Regions from separate parts of the Mus musculus genome. Here regions 1 and 2 are each linked to region 3. A link is a contact called in public Micro-C and promoter capture Hi-C data. All regions are on one chromosome and are shown on one strand. The core of a region is the stretch at or near the end of the contact, and the rest is flanking DNA. Distances in the headings are between cores, read along the strand shown.

Region 1 (4,251 bases), core at 1,188-3,687, 610 kb after region 3:
AGAGGCAGGTGGATTTCTGAGTTCAAGGCCACCCTGGCCTACAAAGTGAATTCCAGGACAGCCAAGGCTACACAGAGAAACCCTGTCTCAAAAAACCAAAACCAAAACAAAACAAAACAAAACAAAAAAAACTATACACACTAAGCCTACAGCGCTCTTACCTGATATTCATGCAGTCTATCTGCCTCAGGTTTTTTTTTGTTGTTGTTGTTGTTTTGTTTTTTGAAGCTTCATATCTTAAGTTTCATGACTTTTACACCCATTATCATGGTTGTCACCCAACTCTAATGTCATCCCAGTTTGCCAAATGACCTCCTTAAAAAAAAATGAGCGTGCCAGGCAGTGGTGACGCACACCTTTAATCTCAGCACTTGGGAGGCAGAGGCAGGCGGATTTCTGAGTTTAAGGCCAGCCTGGTCTACATAGCGAGTTTCAGGACAGTCCGGGCTACACAGAGAAACCCTGTCTCCAAAAACCAAAACCAAACCAAACCAAAACAACAATAACAAGAATGCACCTGACTGAGTGCTAGTGTAGAACATACCGAAGTACCTTTCCTTTTCTTTTGGATCCTACTCTTCAGTGCTTAGAACTCTCTAGCCTCCCTTTCTGAGCACCTGTACTCAAGTTGATCATGGAAGTATTCAGTCATCAGTTTTCTTGTCTCTTCCACGTGGGTTCCCGTACCATCAGGAAGAGAGGGAACCTCACAGCTGGATTCTGTTCTTGCCACAGCAGTAGTTAGAGGACTGTGTTGCACCAGATGATCACAGCTCCATATCAACCTATGTTCCACTCTTACTTTGCAGGTAATGTTTGTGTTCACCCAGATTCCTATGTTGAAATCCTACTCCCAGCTAAGTGACTGAACTAAGAGGTGGCCGACTGGGGATGAAACAAATTTTTGAGGGCAAGGGCTGGACAGATAGGGTTACTGCCCTCATAAGAGAGACCCCAGAGAGATCCCTGGCCACTTCCCTTATGACATTACAAAGAAATGAGCATTGTATGAACGATGCTCACCAGATAAGCATTCTGCTTGGCCCTTCATCTTGGACTTCCCGGTTTCCAGAGGGGTTATAAATAAATGTCCTTCATTTTATAAGCTTATGGCTGTTTGTCAATGGGCCAGTAGACTAAGGCAATGTCCCAAAACTACCCAAAGAATCTATTGTATCAAAACTCGTAAAAGACTGAACAGAAACAAAGCAGTTTCCGACCAGTATCCGACCTCATAACCTAAGAAGTCTAAATCGTGCACAGCAGCCTCCTGGGGGTTTTATTTATCCTCTGGAGGGATAATTCAACATCTTGACTCTTTCCACTCTGGCCTTTTCCTCATCTCACAGAATCACACTGGCAATTGGCAAAGTGAGAAGCCTGGAGTCCCTAACTGAAAGAGAGCCTTCCTGCATCTGCGATCTTTATCTGAGAGTAATAAATCGCAACTGAGAAGTCACCCAGGCGGAAGCTCTCGGTTTACCTGGGGTTCTACCTTCCAGAAACCCAAGCGTCAGACCCGAGTTTCCCAACAGTCATCCAGGGCTGGAGTCACCACGCCAGCTCATTACCCTCTTACATCTGGTCATCACCAGTCTCTTCTGATCTTTCGCTCTCAGCACCCCAAATCTCTTTGAAATTTAAGCATGAGTCACTTTTGTCAGGTGTCAAAGACATTCATAGCAAGTGCACTGGATGGCTCTGATGTCCACAGTATACAAAGCCTTCTACATCTGATGATTGTGGCATAAAGGGCGTAACACAAAACATCAATACTTGGAAAGCATCCTCCGTATTTGTCGCTTTGGGGACAGAGGGTTCCCGAGTAAGGAATGGGATGCCAGCTACACTGGGTCACCTCACACAACCCCTAGACCAAGCCCAGGGAGACACAGGCAGGCCCGGATCCTGGCAGGCGCCAACTCCCAGAGAAGGGACACGCCCGCAGGCGTCCCGGACCCCTTACCTCTCTTGTCCAGCAGCCACATGAACGCGAAGCAGGGCAGGAAGCCTATGGGCCCCCAGAGGACCAGGAGCGCGATGTCCCATCCGGAGAAGCCATAGGCCTGGCGCGCCGAGTTCTGGATGGGGCCCCAGGTGTTCCAGACCAGGCCCTGGGCGAACGCGAGGAGCGAGAAGAGCAGCAGCACCAGCCAGCGGCGCCCGTACACCCTCCCGGGGTTCGGGCCCGCCGCAGGCAGCACGGCCGTCGCCTCCCGGCCCCTGCGCGCAGCCCCCGGCGCAGGCCCGAGCCCCGGCCCCAGCAGCGGCTGCCGCTCCTCCTCCTCGCTGCTCCAACCCGAGCCCATGGCGACGCCGCCCGCCGGCCCTGCCCGACGCGTCCCGGTGGCCGCAGACCAGCCGGGAGCTGACTGGGCGGGTGGAGCGGGAGCCGGAGCCGGAGCTGCTCTAGTCCTCGGCCTCCCGGGCGCGTCTGCTGCGCCTGCGCCGCCCGAGCCCGAGGGGAGGAGGCGAGGCGGGGTCCACCCTGCTCGCTGGGAACCCAGGAATGCCCCGGGGAGAAGCCCGGGACCCTACGAGTGGAAAGGGTAGAAGATCGCGGCCGGCTGGGAGACTGGAGCGAAGTAGGCTGAGTCAGTCACTCGCGGGTTGCTTGGAGGAAGTGCCCAAGTTTACATCACGTGCCTAATAAACAACTCGCTGACCTCGGGTCACTTATCCCAATGCTTGGGTCTATATTAGGCTTACTTTTGTTTTTATTGGGTTTCTAACTGCAGAAATTATAGACGGCAGGATACTGAAGTTTAGGAAGGTCTCAGGGTATTGTTTCATGAAGACCATTTGGTTTTGTATGTGTCTTACGCATCCAGTGAGATTATAAACTAGCCAATTTTCCTTCATACATATAAAGAGTTTTTTCTACCCATTTTGTTTGTCATGCAAACGGGTAAATAATATGGATTGTGTTAAAGTTGGAAGACAGTGACCTAGATCTCTCTCTTGGTATGTTAGCCAGACTAAATAAACGGCAAAAGCTGGAGATTGTGCATCTCTTGACCACATAGACATAGACATTCATTTGTTCAAATGCACAAATCCAGAACTCTGACAGCTGCCTGTGTCCTTGAAAACTAGTCATTTGCTGACATATCTGGCTCAGCAAATGAGTCACAGGGAACGCCTTCAAGGGGTTCGTATTCCCAGGCAGTCACGAAAACCAGCTGGAATGGCACTGATGCCAAGGGAACCAACAAGGTGGAAGAGTAGGCACGCCAGCCCCGGGGTCTCCTAAATCGCGAGTCCGACTGAGAGAAAGCCAAGGCGAAGATGGAGGATCCGACTAGAGAAGGAAGAGAAACAGCAGACGCTAAGGGTGGAAGAAAGGAGCCACAGCCCAGCCCACGTGCTCGCCGCCTTTCAGCTTCCAAAGAGCAAAACAAACCGGCGTGGCCACGCCCAGCGCCGTCACGTGACCGCGGCGGCGCCGGTTCCGGCAGAGGCGGAGGATCCTTCCTGTGTGGAAGCCGCAGATCCCGGTGAGCCCTCTCACCTGGCGCTCTCTCCATCCTCGGCGCGATAACCATGGCAGCAGGCTGCGAGGGCATCGCGCCCCCGACCCTGGGCGAGAGAACTGTGGGGGAGGAAGGTAGGTGCGAGCCAGGGACGCCGAAGTGCCTCCGAGCGGTGCGGATGGGCGCGGCTCCATCCCAAGTCTCGCCCGCGGCGTGTTAGGCCTGGGAGAAAGTGACTTTTTAGAGCATGTGGCTTCTTAACGTCGTGCGGATCAGTTTTCTGATCTATCGGGACAAGTACCACTGTGGAGTAAGAAGTTCCTCTGAGGACTCCAGGATCGCTGGCCTCTGAGGGAATTTTGTGGCAATTCTCTTGTCTCTGTTGGGATTCCAGGTGTATGCGACCATAACTTTTTATGGAGGTCTCTGGGGAGTTCGCCAGACTTGTGCACCAGGGGTTTTTACTTGACAGTCCATCTCTCCTGTCCCAAATCATTCTCTCATTTTTTAAAAAACCAATTTATCTTCCTGATAATGTGTCCTGTATCCTATTTTATGCCTCTCTTATCCACCATTCAACAGCAAAAGTGACACGTAAGATTCTTTAATAATTTGTATTGGACTTAGAACCTCCACTAAAATCCAAGCTCCAAAAACCGTGACCTACACAAAAATTTAATTTGGGGTCTGTTGTGTTTTATAAAAATAAGGAGAATATGTTTGGTGGATGTGTAGTCAGGTGTTGGGGAAGGGGGTGCCTCCGCTCCGCGGGCCCATG
Region 2 (4,115 bases), core at 85-2,584, 550 kb after region 3:
CCACACAAGCTCTATGCACCACGTCAACCCTGCACAGCACTTCCACACAAGCTCTATGCACCACGTCAACCCTGCACAGCACTTCCACACAAGCTCTATGCACCACGCCAACCCTGCACAGCACTTCCACACAAGCTCTATGCACCACGCCAACCCTGCACAGCACTTCCACACAAGCTCTATGCACCACGCCAACCCTGCACAGCACTTCCACACAAGCTCTATGCACCACGCCAACCCTGCACAGCACTTCCACACAAGCTCTATGCACCACGCCAACCCTGCACAGCACTTCCACACAGGCCCTGTGCACCATGCCAACCCTGCACAGCACCTCTGCACTGGCCCTGTGCACCATGCCAACCCTGCACAGCACCTCTGCACTGGCCCTGTGCACCATGCCAACCCTGCACAGCACCTCTGCACTGGCCCTGTGCACCATGCCAACCCTGCACAGCACCTCTGCACTGTTGGTTCATCTTCTGTCCTTCTCCCAGAAGCTGCTAACCTCTTCCCTTTTCTTTCTCAATGTCACCATGCTTACAGTTTGATCATCTACAAGCATCATCTCCAGAACCTCCAGCGCCAACCAGCGTTCAACAAAACTATCTCTGTTCTCCCAGTGAGCATCCAGGGGGCACCCCAGATCCTGCCAATGGCCTGTTCCCTGCACTCTACAGGGAGTACCACCAACCTCCCAGACATACCCCGTCCCAATCTAACACCACAGCACTCTCCTTCTTAGGTGTAACATCCCTGGTCCACACCTGCTGATCCTTCCCATTAGTGATGCTTTCCGCCTCAGCCAGGTCCCTGGATCTTCTGAATGACACTATAGACTCAAATTCTGACAGCCACTTCAAAATCTTTATGCATTTAGACAAAACTCGCTGCTGCACTTAGACCAAATACAGCACAAAAGACAAACTTCAGAATATAAATCGGATTGCATTTGAGAGCACATGGAGGATGGCAGCCTCCCCCCACTGCTTTTTTCTGTGATGTTTTTAGAATAAGGCATCACTGCACTGTCACAGTTCATCAAGGGTCTCAGAGGAACAGTCCCCTCACAGTAGGGAACAAGCACCGTTCTCTTTAGAAGCTGACCTTGCAAACCCCAGGTCAGAAAAATACTACAGAATCTCTGATTCGGTTTCATGTAATGCCCAACTGAAAGGCTCTGTGGCCCAGAGCTCCACATACGCCGGTGGCCTCACGCTGGAGGCAACCACGGGGGGAAGCCATCCTCAGGCAAGGCACTGAGTGTACATGCTCATGTCGGGGAGTTGCACAGCTTTGAAAAATTATCCGACGCAGGCACCACACAGCTTGGTGTGGGCGGGAAAGAACCTTGTCAAGGAAGCGGAGGACTTTCTGAGAGGAGAGCTAAACTCAGCTCACTGTGATCAAAGCCAGGTTGTAGGCACACACGGGACACACGTCTGTCATTGTCACTTAGGAGAGCAAGGTGGGAGGCTGGCTAGGGCCCTGGAGTCTGAGACAAGCCTGGTGAATACAGTGAGCCTAAATCTCAAACCAACTAACCAACCAACCAACCAAACCAATTCCAGGCTTTCTTAAAAACCAATAAAGTAGGACTTTGAAGAGAGCAATAATAAATAGCTGAACCTCACATCTACTCCATAGGCAAGTATTCATCTTAAAGTTGCTGAATTACGCTGCTTCCACACTGGCTTTATGGAAGATCACTGAGTTCATTGTATAAAATATTTAGGACTCTGGGCTGCAGGACTAGGAGACATTTGAGGAAATCACTTTACAAAGTTTTTAGATTTGCAGTTTATCCTAAAGTCCTAAAGCCTGTGGCACTTTGCTGCAGGATTTGTAGGGCCAGGACAGCTAACCTCGGATGGAGGGATTTCAACTCGGGTCACACTGCTAAGCAAGCTGTGTCCATGGTCTTGACATATTCACAGGGCTCACTTCTCTACAAGAGAAGCCTGCTCATTTACACCATAGCATCAATGAGTTAACTACCAAGAAGGAACAAAACACGCCTCCAGAGCGTGTGCACTGTGCTCCCTCACATACCTACCCGCACATCCACTACCCACATGCGGGCATTTACTGAAAGTTCTCTGTCTGCAAATCATCTTGGTGGACTAAATTAATTATTACTGCACGTTTCATTTGCTCACAGCAGCCAAGAGGTTAGGCAGGAACCCTATACCAGCTGTTCACATATGAGTAAGAACACATGATTAGAATTCGGCTAATAAGAGGACCGTGTTCTCCTCTCAGCCAGAACAATTCTTGTTGTAACCAGGGCAGGTAAGAGATAGGAGAAACGGTGCTTGGTACTTTTCTGGCCACTATGCATGAGTCCCAGCTACAGCACAACAGGTGTCAATCTCTGATGAATCTACCACTGGCTGTTGCTGGCAGCTGGGCAGTGGTGGTGCTCGCCTTTGATCCCAGCACTCAGGAGGCAGAGGCAGGCAGATCTCTGAATCTGAGGCCAGGCTGGTCTACAGAGTGAGTTCCAGGACAGCCAGGGCTACATGGAGAAACCCTGACTCAACAATCCCCCAAGCCCCTCCTCCCCAACAAAACAAAACAAAACAAAACAAAACAAAACCCTGCTGCTGGACCTAGAGGAGCAGCGGATACCAAATACCCAGTGTTCTTCTGCAGTAAGACAGTATGGAAACGTGGCCTGAGTCTTCCATGGCCATGTGTGGTGCTGAACCTTTGAGAGGTGAGCTCCTGTGGGAAACTCTGACTGCCCCTCCCTAGTCTTCGTCATCTTGCCCTGTGATCTTTCTCGCCATGCCCTAAGAGATCTTCATCAGAGCTGGTACATCATCATGCAAGGACCGTCTAAAACAGTGAGTGAAACTAAACTCTCCTTAACAAAGAGTCCAACGGGTGTGTGTGTGTGTGTGTGTGTGTGTGTGTGTGTAACTGAGTAGGACGCAGTTCTAGAGTGCTGCGGTTATGGTGCCTTCCTGCTTTACACTGATCAATAATGTTATACCTAGAGCCAAGGAAAGAGAGTCATCGGGGAATAACATTATCCAACATCAGCTGCTGCGTTTAAATACTGTGAGGAAAGAAAGTATTTCTAGTTCACAGGAAAAAACCGTGTTCTGCATGGCTGCACAGACATTTAGTAAACCTGGGCCCATCAGCTGAAAAATTGTTTCTGTCGTGCTAGGGACACACACTAGTTCTGAAGCTTTGCCATGCAAAGGCGACAGACCCTCAATTTCCACTTCGACACAACTGAAGTGAATTAAAGCTGTAACACAGCAGATGCGAGGCTCTGTGTAGAAGGCAGATGTCCTCTCCCTAACAGGTGGTGTTTTCCGTACTGGAAGCAGAAGAGAAGAGGCAGTGACTGCACCAGTGCTCCTCCCTTGGTGGCCCGCTAAGCCCGCACCTGGTGTAGTGGAACCAAAGCCTTACCTGCAGCCCCGACTGACAGGGGCCATCTTGTTTGCTGTTAATCATGTTATAAAAATCCCTGTCATTTGGATACATTGTGCAGTTTGGAGAAGTTCAAGTTGCCATGATTTTGCTTTGTTGCTTTGAATGTTTTGAAAATATATCTTCTGGCCAAGGAGGTTAACACAGTTATTACTTCAATTACGAGCTTGTCAGAAGCTCCCAATAAACAGCGTGACCTCCTGGAGTAGCCTGCTTCAGAGAACAGCTCAGCCTATTGACTTACTCTTATTCATCCCCAGGGCTTTAAACCACACAAACCCCCGACACTAATTCACTGTGGGCTCAGAGAGCTCAGTCTACACGTAGTTTAAAAGTCATATCACCAGTGACTGTCTTGCAAACTCGAGCATTGGAGTCACGTGGCCAGGGCTGGGCTGGCCAGTCACTGATGAAAGAAAATAACACTCTGCCCCACTCCGGCTAATTCAAACCTTCTAGGGGTGGGAGCGCCCATGGACACACTTCAAGAAACACAACTGTTTGTGGTCACTGTTTGTACTAGCATGTGAATGCTCCATAAAGTAATATGCTTTAGTGAGAACTCTCCACACAAGTCCCCTATCTGTCAGTTTCACAAACCTGTCTCAAAGCACATTTAGATAGTGAATAATAATAATAATCGAATTCTTACCTGTATGATAAAA
Region 3 (3,669 bases), core at 123-2,622:
GGAGGATTACTCAAGATCCCGTTTACGCAGATCCCTTGGAATTCTTTTTTTCTCTCCTCCCGGTTTGCAGCTCTGGCAAGGTTTATCTTCAGTTGCCAAGGAGATGAGCAGTGGAGGAGGATGTGGACCTCTAGGCTTCTTGTCAACTTTGGAGGACGGCAGAAGGATGAAGGGGCTGACAGCATACAAGTCACCCTCCCCAAGCAAAACTGCCAGAACTCCGGTTAGGACAGCTTAGGGGGTCAAGGGAGCTGAAGAGGCAGACAGACCCAGATCTTCTACTCAGCTGTCTACTCTTGTCTACCCTTGCCTTTATTCAGGAGTTCCCAGAAGGGTCATTTTTGCTTCCCTGACTGGCAAGGAGACTAGCTTGCCTGTGGGAGCATCTGGGTAGGTGTGGAAGCCAGCGTAGCACTGAAGAAAAGATCTTTGGATTGTGGGTTAGGAGACCTGTGTGGTGTATTCCAAGTTGGCTAAGTTCTTAGAGCCTCAGTTTCCACATTTGCAAATAGGAAATAGCTACACAGGCCCTGTCCCCCATCCGAGCCCATGGCTGTTACTAGAACCACATGGGATTTAAAACACATGAACAGGCAAAGGGCTCCTTATAAACGCCAGGTGTTCCCACAGCTGTCAGTGGTGTTTCCTCTTAGTAACTATGCTCCAAAGTGGTCCTGCTCGCCCCACCCTGGCTGCATCGGCCTCACCCACTGCTAGCAACTCCATCTTTTCCATCGCTGTCTTTCTGTGCCCCAGACATCCTCAGTCTCTGCATCTCCCTAGTTCATTTCCGGGTCTGGCTCTGGGTCCCTCCGTCCTCTCTAGGGACTCTGTCTCCAGTTCCCTGCGGCAGTAGCGGTCGGGGCGCCCCCCACCCGGCGCGCCCTCCGTTGGCACCGTCGCCGGGCCACAGAATCGCCCAATAAGAGCGCCGGACTCGAGTCTGACAGCTCTGGAAGCGGCCAATAGAGCCGGACCAGAGAAGGGGGGAGCAGCACCGTAGCTGAAGTTGGGCTGAATGGGGGTGGGGGAGAAAAGGGTAATAAAAAGAGGGGAGATAGGACTGGGGTCGCAGGACCCGATCGGGGGTGGATTGCCCGCTACCCAGGTCCGACGAGGGATCCGCCCGTTGACCCGGCTCCAGGCACCAGGGAGGGAGGGGCGCAGTGAAAATATAGGTGAGGAAGGGGAGCGGGGGTCCCTGCGGCTCCCGGGCCCGGCTTGAGTATGTTCGCGGGGTGCCGGGGCCAGGACGCGGGCGGCGGCAGGGCAGAGGGCGGAGGCGGCCGCACGCCGCTGTGAGCCGAGGCCCGAGCGGCGCGGGGGGCGGGGAGGCGGCGGGAGGAGGGGATGCGGAGGGCGCTCCGGCGGCGGCGGCGGCGAGCGGGCGAGAAGGGAGGAGCGGCGCGAGCGGCCGGAGCGGCGCAGGGCCCGAGGCGTGCATGGCGCGCCCGGAGCCGGGCTCCCTCGGGCCCCTCGGGAGCGCCCCCGGGGCGCCGCGGCTCTTCGGCCGGCCCTTATCGGCCGGCTGCTGTTGAGCCGCAGCCCTCCATCGCTGGATGCCGTGGTCCCCGGGAGAAGCCCGCCTGCGTTGGGGCAGAACGGCGGCGGCGCTGCGCCGGATTCCGCCCTCCGCGTAGTGGTTCTGCGCTCGGCTACGGTGGGCCAGCCGCCGGCAACGAGGAACCCAGGGCTTGCGGAGCTAGCGACTCAACCCTCGGGACCTGCCGGAACGGGCCGGCCTGCTGGGTCTGGGGGACAGGAGGAGACGAGAGGGGAAGGGCCGCACCGCAGGAGCCGGTCCTCGCCCCCGCCCCCTGCGCGGGCACGCCGGAGGCTCTGTTCGCCTTTCGCGGGGGCCACGCTCCCACTCGCGCCTCCGGAGGTGGGGGATGCGGGCGACGGCCCCCCCGGGCTCCAGGACCCTCCTCCCCGGGGCTCCGGAGCTCTTGCTCCGCCCGCCGCCCCCTCCCCCGTCCTCTCCACCCCCCATCCCACCTCCCCACCCCTCGTAAGAAAATAATGCTGGCAGGAGCCTGCACCTCCCAGTCGCTCCCAGTGCGCTGCGAGCAAAGGGCACCCGCTGCGTCTCCGTGCCGGGACCCCTGCCGAGCCGCCCTCGCCGCCACCTTGCTGGGAGAGTCGCTGCTCTCGGCTTAGGCAAAAGCCACGAGCGCCGCGCCCGGGAACTGCCAGCTTCGGAGAGGCGCCGCCCGCAAGGACACCTCTCCGTCCCGCCTGCTCCTCAACTCCCAGCCTGAGCTCGACGCGAGCCAGGAGTCCGGACATCTCTGCGTCCGGCGCAGCAGTCAGAGCTGTCCCCACTGCCACCGCTCGGAGCCAACTCCGTCTCGGACCTGGGACTCTGGACTCTAATTCGTAGCTACTTCTCACCTCGGGGCTGCGCTGTCTCCCCGCTAGCCTTCCCGTTGTCCTCCACCGCTCAGGACGGGGGTGCCACGATGTCCCGCTGCTGCGCAGGGCCCCGGGCCTCCCTCGACGTGTGACCCTAGCCTGGTCCCCCTGCTTGGCTGTCCGCCCTCTCCTTGGAGACCCCCGGCCCGGCCCCCGGGGGAAGAGGAAGAAGACGACGAGGCCGAGGGGGGGATGTCCGGCTCCAAAAGCGTGAGCCCCCCGGGCTACGCTGCACAGACAGCGGCGTCGCCAGCGCCCCGGGGAGGCCCGGAGCATCGCGCCGCTTGGGGAGAAGCCGATTCCCGCGCCAATGGCTACCCCCACGCCCCCGGGGGATCAACCCGCGGCTCCACCAAGAGATCTGGGGGAGCGGTGACCCCACAACAGCAGCAGCGCCTGGCCAGCCGTTGGCGCGGTGGCGATGACGACGAAGACCCTCCACTAAGCGGTGATGACCCTCTGGCTGGGGGCTTCGGCTTCAGCTTCCGCTCTAAGTCCGCCTGGCAGGAGCGCGGTGGCGACGACGGCGGTCGCGGCAGCAGGCGGCAGCGGCGGGGCGCGGCTGGAGGGGGCAGCACCCGGGCGCCCCCTGCGGGCGGCAGCGGCAGTTCGGCGGCGGCCGCAGCGGCCGCAGGTGGCACAGAGGTGCGCCCCCGCTCGGTGGAGCTGGGCCTGGAGGAGCGTCGAGGAAAAGGCCGAGCGGCCGAGGAGCTGGAGCCCGGGACTGGCATCGTCGAGGATGGAGACGGGTCGGAGGATGGAGGCAGTTCTGTGGCGTCAGGCTCTGGGACCGGCGCGGTGCTGTCGTTGGGCGCCTGCTGCCTGGCCTTGCTGCAGATATTCCGCTCTAAGAAGTTCCCGTCGGACAAACTGGAGCGTCTGTACCAGCGCTACTTCTTCCGCCTGAACCAGAGCAGTCTCACCATGCTCATGGCCGTGCTGGTGCTTGTGTGCCTGGTCATGCTGGCTTTCCACGCGGCGCGCCCCCCGCTCCAGATAGCCTACCTGGCCGTGTTGGCAGCTGCTGTGGGCGTGATCCTTATCATGGCCGTGCTCTGCAACCGTGCAGCGTTCCACCAGGACCACATGGGCCTGGCCTGCTATGCGCTCATTGCAGTGGTGCTGGCCGTCCAGGTAGTGGGCCTGTTGCTGCCACAGCCACGCAGCGCCTCCGAGGGCATCTGGTGGACCGTGTTCTTCATCTATACCATCTACACCCTGCTGCCTGTGCGCATGAGGGCTGCGGTGCTCAGC

The links. Promoter capture Hi-C pulls out the DNA fragments that hold promoters and counts their contacts. Hi-C and Micro-C count contacts between places; a contact is called where the count stands out from the background.
Region 1: a contact with region 3 is called in a Micro-C map of embryonic stem cells, with 5 times the contacts expected there. The contact joins the promoter of Slc49a4 here to the promoter of Adcy5 in region 3. A contact is called at or near these places in 1 of 39 promoter capture datasets (hippocampal neurons), 2 of 484 Hi-C or Micro-C datasets (both in embryonic stem cells) and 3 of 115 datasets of contacts at active chromatin or transcription factors (astrocytes, embryonic forebrain and embryonic hindbrain).
Region 2: a promoter capture Hi-C map of hippocampal neurons shows a contact between it and region 3, with 3 times the contacts expected there. The contact joins the enhancer-like site here to the promoter of Adcy5 in region 3. A contact is called at or near these places in 4 of 39 promoter capture datasets (embryonic stem cells, hippocampal neurons, liver and 1 more) and 3 of 115 datasets of contacts at active chromatin or transcription factors (embryonic stem cells and stem cell-derived neural progenitor cells).

The regions. Positions count from the first base shown.
Region 1 is chr16:35,766,933-35,771,183 of GRCm38.p6, forward strand. It overlaps Slc49a4 (solute carrier family 49 member 4), which reads right to left and starts at 2,438. Exons shown (of 9, transcript NM_153550.4): 1 at 1,967-2,438. The coding sequence starts at 2,309. Hspbap1 (Hspb associated protein 1) reads left to right here and starts at 3,454. Exons shown (of 8, transcript NM_175111.3): 1 at 3,454-3,607. The coding sequence starts at 3,544.
Region 2 is chr16:35,700,652-35,704,766 of GRCm38.p6, forward strand. Slc49a4 (solute carrier family 49 member 4) reads right to left here. Exons shown (of 9, transcript NM_153550.4): 8 at 4,103-4,115. Among named protein-coding and RNA genes, the nearest start is that of Gm25967, 20 kb to the right of the region's middle. Within about 2 kb of position 1,335, at least 7 of the 459 cell types and tissues checked have an H3K27ac peak or open chromatin away from gene starts, as enhancers often do. A contact at or near this core is called in hippocampal neurons, where this site is marked.
Region 3 is chr16:35,153,492-35,157,160 of GRCm38.p6, forward strand. Adcy5 (adenylate cyclase 5) reads left to right here and starts at 1,373. Exons shown (of 21, transcript NM_001012765.5): 1 at 1,373-3,669. The coding sequence starts at 2,608.